Linked DNA regions of Arachis hypogaea: region 2 is linked to region 1. The links are chromatin contacts, called in public Hi-C maps. All regions are on one chromosome and are shown on one strand. The core of a region is the stretch at or near the end of the contact, and the rest is flanking DNA. Distances in the headings are between cores, read along the strand shown.

Evidence for each region. A called contact is a pair of places that touch in the nucleus more often than the background predicts.
Region 2: a contact with region 1 is called in a Hi-C map of leaf, with 2.9 times the contacts expected there. The contact joins the enhancer-like site here to the promoter of LOC112749859 in region 1. A contact is called at or near these places in 2 of 8 Hi-C or Micro-C datasets (both in leaf).

What each region holds. Positions count from the first base shown.
Region 1 is chr15:19,697,860-19,702,197 of arahy.Tifrunner.gnm2.J5K5, reverse strand. It overlaps LOC112749859 (small ribosomal subunit protein eS1), which reads left to right and starts at 2,473. Exons shown (of 6, transcript XM_025798278.3): 1 at 2,473-2,668; 2 at 2,756-2,861; 3 at 3,199-3,336; 4 at 3,422-3,607; 5 at 3,913-4,113; 6 at 4,211-4,338. The coding sequence starts at 2,610. The coding sequence ends at 4,306.
Region 2 is chr15:19,839,881-19,844,218 of arahy.Tifrunner.gnm2.J5K5, reverse strand. No RefSeq gene overlaps it. Among protein-coding and RNA genes, the nearest start is that of LOC112749863, 7.6 kb to the right of the region's middle. Within about 2 kb of position 1,813, at least 1 of the 3 cell types and tissues checked has open chromatin away from gene starts, as enhancers often do.

The sequences.
Region 1 (4,338 bases), core at 1,224-3,723:
AAATCGTTTTCATGAAACATGTGTGCCTCCCATTGTATCTCCGAATCTCCCAATAAGCTTTCTTTTGTATCAAGCTGGCTCGAATAAGCCAATCACATCCGCGTCCATAAGTCTTGCATTTTGCATAGAATGTCTATAGCTCAGATTCATAAACAATGTAATCGACTCCTCTAGAGATAGTGTAACTCTGAATTGCCGTGATAACTGATTTTCTGGAACTGTATTCCATTCCAATCCTGAACTCTTCGTCCTCAAGACTAGCAACCCCTATAAAAAAATAAATTGTCGCTCATCGTTCCGTCAAAACAAAATTAAGGAAACATACTACCCACTACTTACATACCTATGTTCGCATATTTGGGAAACTCCAGTGCATGCGTGGTGTCAATATCCAAGCTACGCGTAAAAGGTGGAACGTCTATCGATTGACTGACTGCGGGTGAAACCACTAAAGTTTCCACGACTGCCTCACCCCCCATCACCGTCCTCGTCCTTGACACGGCTTTGTACGTAGCTTCGAACTCCTCGTCGCTATCATTGTTCATTTCTTTGTATGTTTCAGCTCTGTCATCTTGCACATCTGGGTCATGTTGAATCTTATCCGCGACTATATGTTCAAATTCAACATACAACTCAATCCTTGGGAGTTGCACCTGAATTTTCTGGTGAATATGAAACATCTGTTGAATACTTGTTTCGTCAATAATCGACATAATCTTAAATTGTATTAAGCTGCCAAATACAACAAGTGGACTCCTATAGAGAATGTTGCTCGCTCTCTATGATCTGACTGAGACCGTATTGTAATTTCACGAATGTTATAGTGCATGAAATCACAAACAAAAATGTATTCTCACACGCAAAGCTCACTCCTTCATACGAATTTTGTATAAGTTCACTGTTGTGGTAAATCACTATATTTGCAGTGTCCTCCATCACACCAACAATGCACTAAAACACCTCTCACAATGAAGTAAAATGATAACGAATTTCGATTTTTATAAGCAGAAAATTTACTTCGTAGGTTATGTGTTACAATACCTTTCAACCAGCATTTAACACATGTACAACACGCAAAGATACGTGTACTTACATGCCTGACATGTATGTATGCGTGTTACTTGAATTTATGCCACATAGATAACACGAACAGTGTATTGTTTCTGATTAAGATACATATCCACCACACTGCATACATGCTGACGTTACATTTACTATATCTTCAATTTTCACCTACATGTATATATACTAAAAATCTCCATTTCTAACAAAAATTCACATTTTCCCTCCATATTAAAAATTTTTAGCCGCAATGCGACATAAGACTCTGAAATGAGTTTTCAAAGGGAATTATATAAATATTAAATACATAAATGTTAAGGAAGCAAAAATGGAAATGCAAGAAGGAATTGATGATTTGTATAGTGTTTATATATGCAACGCATAAATACAATGTACATTTTATTTTTTTAATAGATATGTATGAATTATCTACGCTAACATTACTTATATATGATTTTAATATAGTCACCAAAAATACATGATCTTAATATTTATATATAATTATATTATTTGTTTAACATTATTATTTAGTTTTTAATGAAAATAATCATATAAATATATATGTCTATTTATAATTATTTATAAGAATATTTTAATATATATTAATATAATATTTAAAATAATAAATAAAAAATAAGTAACAACTAAGAAAATATAACACATAATAATTTTTTGGTAAAAACTCAGGCGCACTTAATTTCATGTGAAGTTAATAGTCGAGAATCATTAAATGATTTGATAAGTTTGACTAAATTATTATCTAATGATTCTGAATTATCAACTTCACTTGAATTTGTACCAAATTTTTTATTTATTTATTTTTTTTACTTTTTTAGTTTCCTACGGGCTACGAGAGCTTGACAGCCAAAAACTAATCTATTACTAATCGGAGTTTTATTTATTTATTTGGATTTACGACATGTCATTTTTTCATTCATTTCTTTCTGGATCAGTTGTGGACTTGTGGTCTTACAAACCCTACTAAAATTATAGACAAAAAATTACTTTATACAAATGTGTAAAAAATAGAATCGCACTTAAAAATCGAGTATTCTATTATTAAATTAACAACCCATCCCCCTCCTCTTCTTCTTTTTTTTTTATCTCTTAAGAGCGTATGAGATGAAAGTCTCATGCACGATTTTAAATGAGAGAAAGAAGTGAGGAATTTTCTTTTTGACTCTGACTCTCCCACTTTAATCGTTACTTTTCTTTCTGTTATTCCGAAAGTAGCTGCTCCAACTTTAGTCACTTGAGTGATTTATTTTCTTTATCGGTCCTATAAAAATAGTTACCGTAAATATTTTTTTTTTGGCTATACGGCTGGTTGAGTATTCTCTTTTTGGACAGAGGCTGGTTGAGTTAAGTGGGGTGCTTATAACTTGAAAAGTAGGTCCAAGCCCATGATGTGTAGAGGCCATACCCATATCCATACCCATACCCATGGTATATATATTGGAGCGGGGAACTAACACTAGCACCACCAGTAGGGTTTGCTGAGGCCGTCACTGCAAGAGAGGCAATTGAAGCTCTACACTTGAAGAACAATGGCCGTCGGAAAAAACAAGCGCATCTCCAAGGGAAAGAAGGGTGGCAAGAAGAAAGCGTATGTGTCCCATTCTCCTCTCTCTCTTTACTAAACGATCTTTGAGTTTTCTGAATATGAATTTGTTTGTTTCCATGGGTTTTGCAGCGCCGATCCCTTTGCCAAGAAGGATTGGTACGATATCAAGGCTCCTTCCGTCTTCCAGGTCAAGAATGTGGGCAAAACCCTCGTCACTCGTACTCAGGGCACGAAGGTCTTTGTTTTTTCTCTTTTCTTTTATTTACCTTCATTTTAGATTTAATTTGTAATCCTCTTTATATTCATTCACACATGGAAATTAGTAGTTTAGACGTGTAAATTTTTTTTCTCTATTGTTGAATGATTGTTCAGTTGGATAGTTGGATCCATTGTTTTATGTACGGATATACTGTAGCATTACTCTGCTTGTGAAGCCTTGGAATAATTTTACTGCGCTTTGCCGTCTGCTAGAATATTTTTTAATTTAGGGTGTTAGTAGTTGAAAGGTCAATCTATTAGTACTTATGCTGTTCATATTTTGATGGTTGTGCGAATGTTTCTATAAATGATAGATTGCCTCTGAAGGACTCAAACATAGAGTGTTTGAGGTCTCACTTGCTGATCTTCAAGGGGATGAGGACCACGCCTTCAGGAAGATTAGGCTGAGAGCAGAAGATGTACAAGGAAGGAATGTGCTCACAAATTTCTGGGTATGTTTTATTGCTTAACCTCCTTTAATCTATTTATTATCTTGTATGGCTGTAAACTGATTGAAACTTTTCCTTTAATCTGCAGGGAATGGATTTTACTACTGACAAGCTGAGGTCACTTGTTAAAAAATGGCAAACTTTGATTGAATCACATGTGGACGTGAAGACCACAGATAATTATACCTTGAGGATGTTCTGTATTGGGTTTACCAAGAGACGGTTTAACCAAATGAAAAGAACATGCTACGCGCAATCAAGTCAGATCCGTCAGGTGTGTTAACTGATTAAGCTATGTTTGTTCTGTGTTGAATTTGAAATGTTTTTGCTATTTAATTACAATCCACTTTTATGAGTTATTGAAGATAATATTAATAGGAGTTTAACTGGTGTGTATTAGACAGTTTTTTCTTTAGTAGTAATTTGTTGGGACATAGTATTTGAATTATTGCTATAACCTCAAATTGTTAACCAAATTTGATAATTCATTTGGGCCTTTTGATGGATTTGGGGGATTATAACATTTATATGAACATAGTTTTGCATATTACTAATGTGTGCCCTTATTTGTCTCCTCAGATTCGTAGGAAGATGAGGGAGATCATGACCAACCAGGCGACATCCTGTGATCTCAAGGAGTTGGTCCGTAAGTTCATCCCAGAAATGATTGGTAAAGAGATTGAGAAGGCTACTTCTAGCATTTACCCTCTACAGAATGTGTTCATCAGGAAAGTCAAGATACTCAAAGCCCCTAAATTTGATCTTGGGAAATTGATGGAGGTATGTCCCTTTAGAGGATCCCATGTTTTTGCACATAGGTGAGTTTTAAACCTGATCAGTAAACTGATTGTACGTTGCTGTTGTTGGTCTTTTGCAGGTTCATGGTGATTATTCCGAAGATGTTGGTACTAAGGTGGACAGGCCTGCTGATGAACCAATGGCTGAGGCTACCCCTGAAATTGTTGGGGCTTAAGTGATAAATGGGGTTTTAGATTGTTTTAGGAA
Region 2 (4,338 bases), core at 564-3,063, 140 kb before region 1:
TTTATCAACTTATATAAACTGGATGATCCAAATAATTACTAATATGTTCTTCAGGTACCGTATAATTACGAACCATTTTTAATTGGTACAAACTTACAATATTTTTTTATGTACGAAATTACTCTTTTTTTAACACTAACTCTCTTCTTCTTCTTCTTGAGAGACTTCCTCCCTAAAATCACTCTCTTCTTCTAAGTTGCCTTCGCTGAATGAATGCTGAGGGAGGGTTGATCTCAATTTAAAGAATTTCAACCCTGTGTTGCTTGTTCTCGGAGGAAGGAGGTGTCCCCTACATGCAGACACTGCAACACACCCTTCCCGTATTGAATAGGGCTTTGCAACTCCTCAGAAACGTGCGAAAATCTCTGCGAAAGCTGCATAAAATTTCTGAGCAGCACGCCTACCCCGTGTTGACATGGAGCCTCCACGTCTACGACATAGTCTGCAAAAGCTGGTTGGCACCTCTGCTCAGCACGCCCCCCGTGTTTTCCGAGAGCCTCCATGTCGACGACGAAGTCTAACTTGCTCTGATGGCGCTCTACTAACACCTCTCCCGCATGTTGATCTGACCCATAAATTAGCAAAACACCCCAATTGTCAATATTAAACCAAAACACCATTACCCTTTCCATAAGAAAAATAATTTCCATTCATTAATCACAATTGTATTAATTAAAGCCCCATCACTTCACAAATTCACACTCATACACTATGTAGGTATATGTAGGGCTGGAAGTGAGCCGAGCTGAGCTGAGCTAGACCAAGCTCAAGCTCGGCTCACGAAAATTGAGCTTGACTCACGGCTCGACTCATTAACAATCGAGCTTATTTCTTAAGCTCAAGCTCGGCTCACCAAAAGCTCATGAGCTGGCTCGAGCTCACGAGCTGGCTCAAATAAGAGAAACATAGATACATAATCTATGATTTTATATCAATAAATTATAATTTATATATTTTTAAAAATATTTGAAAAGATCAATTTTATATATTGTTTATCTATTAATAAATTATAAATTTTTATTTATGTCCTATATTAAAATTATATGTAAAAAATAAATATAAATATTAAATAATTAAGATTGTTATATATATATATATATATATATATATATATAATCGAGCCAGCTCACGAACTAATGAACTGAGCTTATCCAAGCTCAAGTTCGACTCATTTAATTTATGAGCTCAATTTCAGGCTCAAGCTTGGCTCACCAGCTCACGAATTTAGCTTATCGAGCTGTTAACGAGTCGAGCTCGCGCTGGCTCATGAGCTGGCTTGACTCAATTCCAGCCCTAGATATATGTGATGCCATACTAACAATATGTTAACATTATTGAAAAGAAAGCCATTAATTATTAGAGCATTGTACAGTTACAATCTCCCCCTACTCCTATCCTTTTCATCCTTTCCCAAATGTTTCTATCTCCGAAGATATATTGTATCTAATAATTTCAGGAGCTAATAGATATGCGTGCGTGGTCTTTGATTGTCCACCAAGAAACTCAGAAAGACAGAGCAATCAAAGAAAACATAAACATCCTTAGCTTGTTTTAAAACAATGCATACAAAAATATGTTCATCTAATTTTTACCATGGATATATCTTTAGTGGGAAAAGAATAATCTGGTCCTTTGCAGAAATATTCCTTATGGAGGATGGTGGAGATGGCTGCCATACTGAACATGTTAGTAATGTTAGATTTGACCCAATATTGAATCTAATTGCAAATCGGTACAACATGGTCTGGGGACCAACTCCTTAATGATCAGTTTTTTTTTGGTAGAAAGTATTGGTGAGCTTTTTTTTTTGGACTTGGACTTGGCCACATGGCCCACATCCACAACCCATCCAAACACAACTCTGATACAAACCCATACCCCCAAAGACCATCCTCAATTATTTCCTACCATCCACGTCCAAAAAAAAAAAAAAAAAAAATTATTTCCTACCATCTAATGACATTACCCATATCCTCTAAAATTTCATCTTCTACCTTTTCATATGTATAAATTATGGGAAAGCTTGAAAGGCATAAAAAAAAATTAATAATAAATGAGATTGATTTCAAGAATGATATTATTTTGGGGTTTATTGTATGTAAAATATTACTGGGTCTTTGTTAAATTATTGTAAATAATTACGAAAGGCAAGCAATAAGTTTTCTTTTGGGTGAAAGATAATAAATTTCATTTTTTATAAGTCTAGTAGTTCTTTATACGTATTAGTGTATTTTTTAAAATTGCAGTTACCCGAATGACTTGAATTTTTAATTTGAATTTACTCTTAAGTTAATAATTTTTTAAGTAAAGACCTCATGTTATATAAGATTATTAATGGAAAATTCTATTCAACTAATGCACGTCTAATTAATTACAAAAGGATAGATGTTCGTGAGCTTGCAGCTTCCTAGTGGCATCGGACCTGAAGGATTGTGACCGGTTCAATTGAGAGGACCTCAAAGACCCCAACATCTCTGAGCTTGAAGTTGCACAAGCTAGCAAAGTTTGTCCACCCTTCAGAAATTACCCCAAAACTACCAATTCTTTTTCTACTATATCTGGTGTAGGTTGCTTCAACCTCAATGTGGCCGTGTGCAAAGAGGAGTGGATGCCTCTGATCAGTGAAATGACTCAGATGAGGGACACTTGGCTGATTGTAGCATAGAAAAAGAACATTAAGAGATAGATAGTATTGATGAAGTCACAAAAAATCGGTAGGACAAGTTCTCAGGGATTGGCGCTCCTTGGCCAATCTTGTTTTCATGTCGAAATAGTCCTCAAAGAATTGGCAAGACAAGTTCACCAATTCCTTGCATTCAGCCAACATTACCGCATGCATGCTCATGTATGCTGTGTCTGGAATCTCCCCAACACATATTCTGTCGCTGGTATGACTCAGCTGCTTAGCCCTCTTTGTCCATCGATCAAGTATGAGACCTCTGGAGATCATAATCAAGTTCAAATATACCAGCACCCTAACCATATGTACACATATTCTGCAAACGCATTCGCCTGACACAGTTCACATATCACACTAACTAAAACTTGCCATTATCAATCATAAATACCAACACACAACTATATCACACACCAAAAAGGCTAAAACAAAAATCTCAAACATATGCCGCATCCAACTCCAATTCATAAATAATAACACACACCAATATCAAAGCAAAATTTAATGACTTCCAATTCCAATTCGTCTATGTACCTCTCTAAACGGAAACATCCAATATGAAAAGCTTAAAACTGTTGTCAACAGAAGCAGAAAATATACACACATCGTACCGTGTGGAGCAAGATTAGAAATTGGTCAAAATCTACTCTTCCTTTATTTCATCACTTCATTCATATTAGATAAAGTTTTCAAAGTTGAACACATTCACTAATGAGGACTAAATTTTCTGTAAAATTAATGCTTTTCCACTTTAAGTTCAATCTCCACAACTTCATAACAGCAATTAACCACATTAAACGCATAACAAAAAAAAAAATCAATTCTGTATATTCGTACCCACATTGCACATCAAATTTGAAGTCAATTCGGAGCCACGGTGGCCCGTTTGGGAAGCTTTAAAAGTAACTTTTATGAGTTTTTGACTTATGAAAAGTAGTAGTATTAATGTCTGGTGCAATTTTCAAAACCAAATTGCAGCTTTCTAAGAAGCTATTTAGGAGCTTATAGAGAAGTTAAAAAAATGACTTCTCTCATAATGCTACTACTTTTTATCACATTTCTATAAAATAAGTACTTTTAGAACTAAAAATTCAAATATAAAATAACTTATTTATAAGCTATTTTTAATATAATCATTTATTGTTTAAGCTATTTTTTCAAAAGTAGCTTAATTAAGTTGTTTACTCAAACTGAGCTAAACACTACAAGAAAAAGCATTTTTTCGACACTAAAAATTGACAGTTATCTCTGTCATCGATATTTTTTGACAGTTTGTTGTCGATATTGTTAAAAAAAGATAATTAAAATAAAATATTAAAATCGACAGCCAGGTCGTTGGTTTTTTTATGTTGCATTAACCTTTCTCTATTATCGTCACATTGTCGATGAACCAGGATTGAAAAATACTTTTATTTTAAATCGACGAATATGGCGTCTATTTTATTATTTAAAATATCGACAACAATTTACCGTCGATAAATTTGAATGGTCTATATCGCTTTCTAAAATCAAATAAACGATGTAGATTTAATGTATAAAATAGACGCTTAAGGTGTTTCTTTTTATAAATTAAAATTGACAAATATGACATCAATTTTTATCACTAAAAACATATATCCGTGTTCACTTCCCGCTCCAAAGTTAAGAAACACAATTCTCAG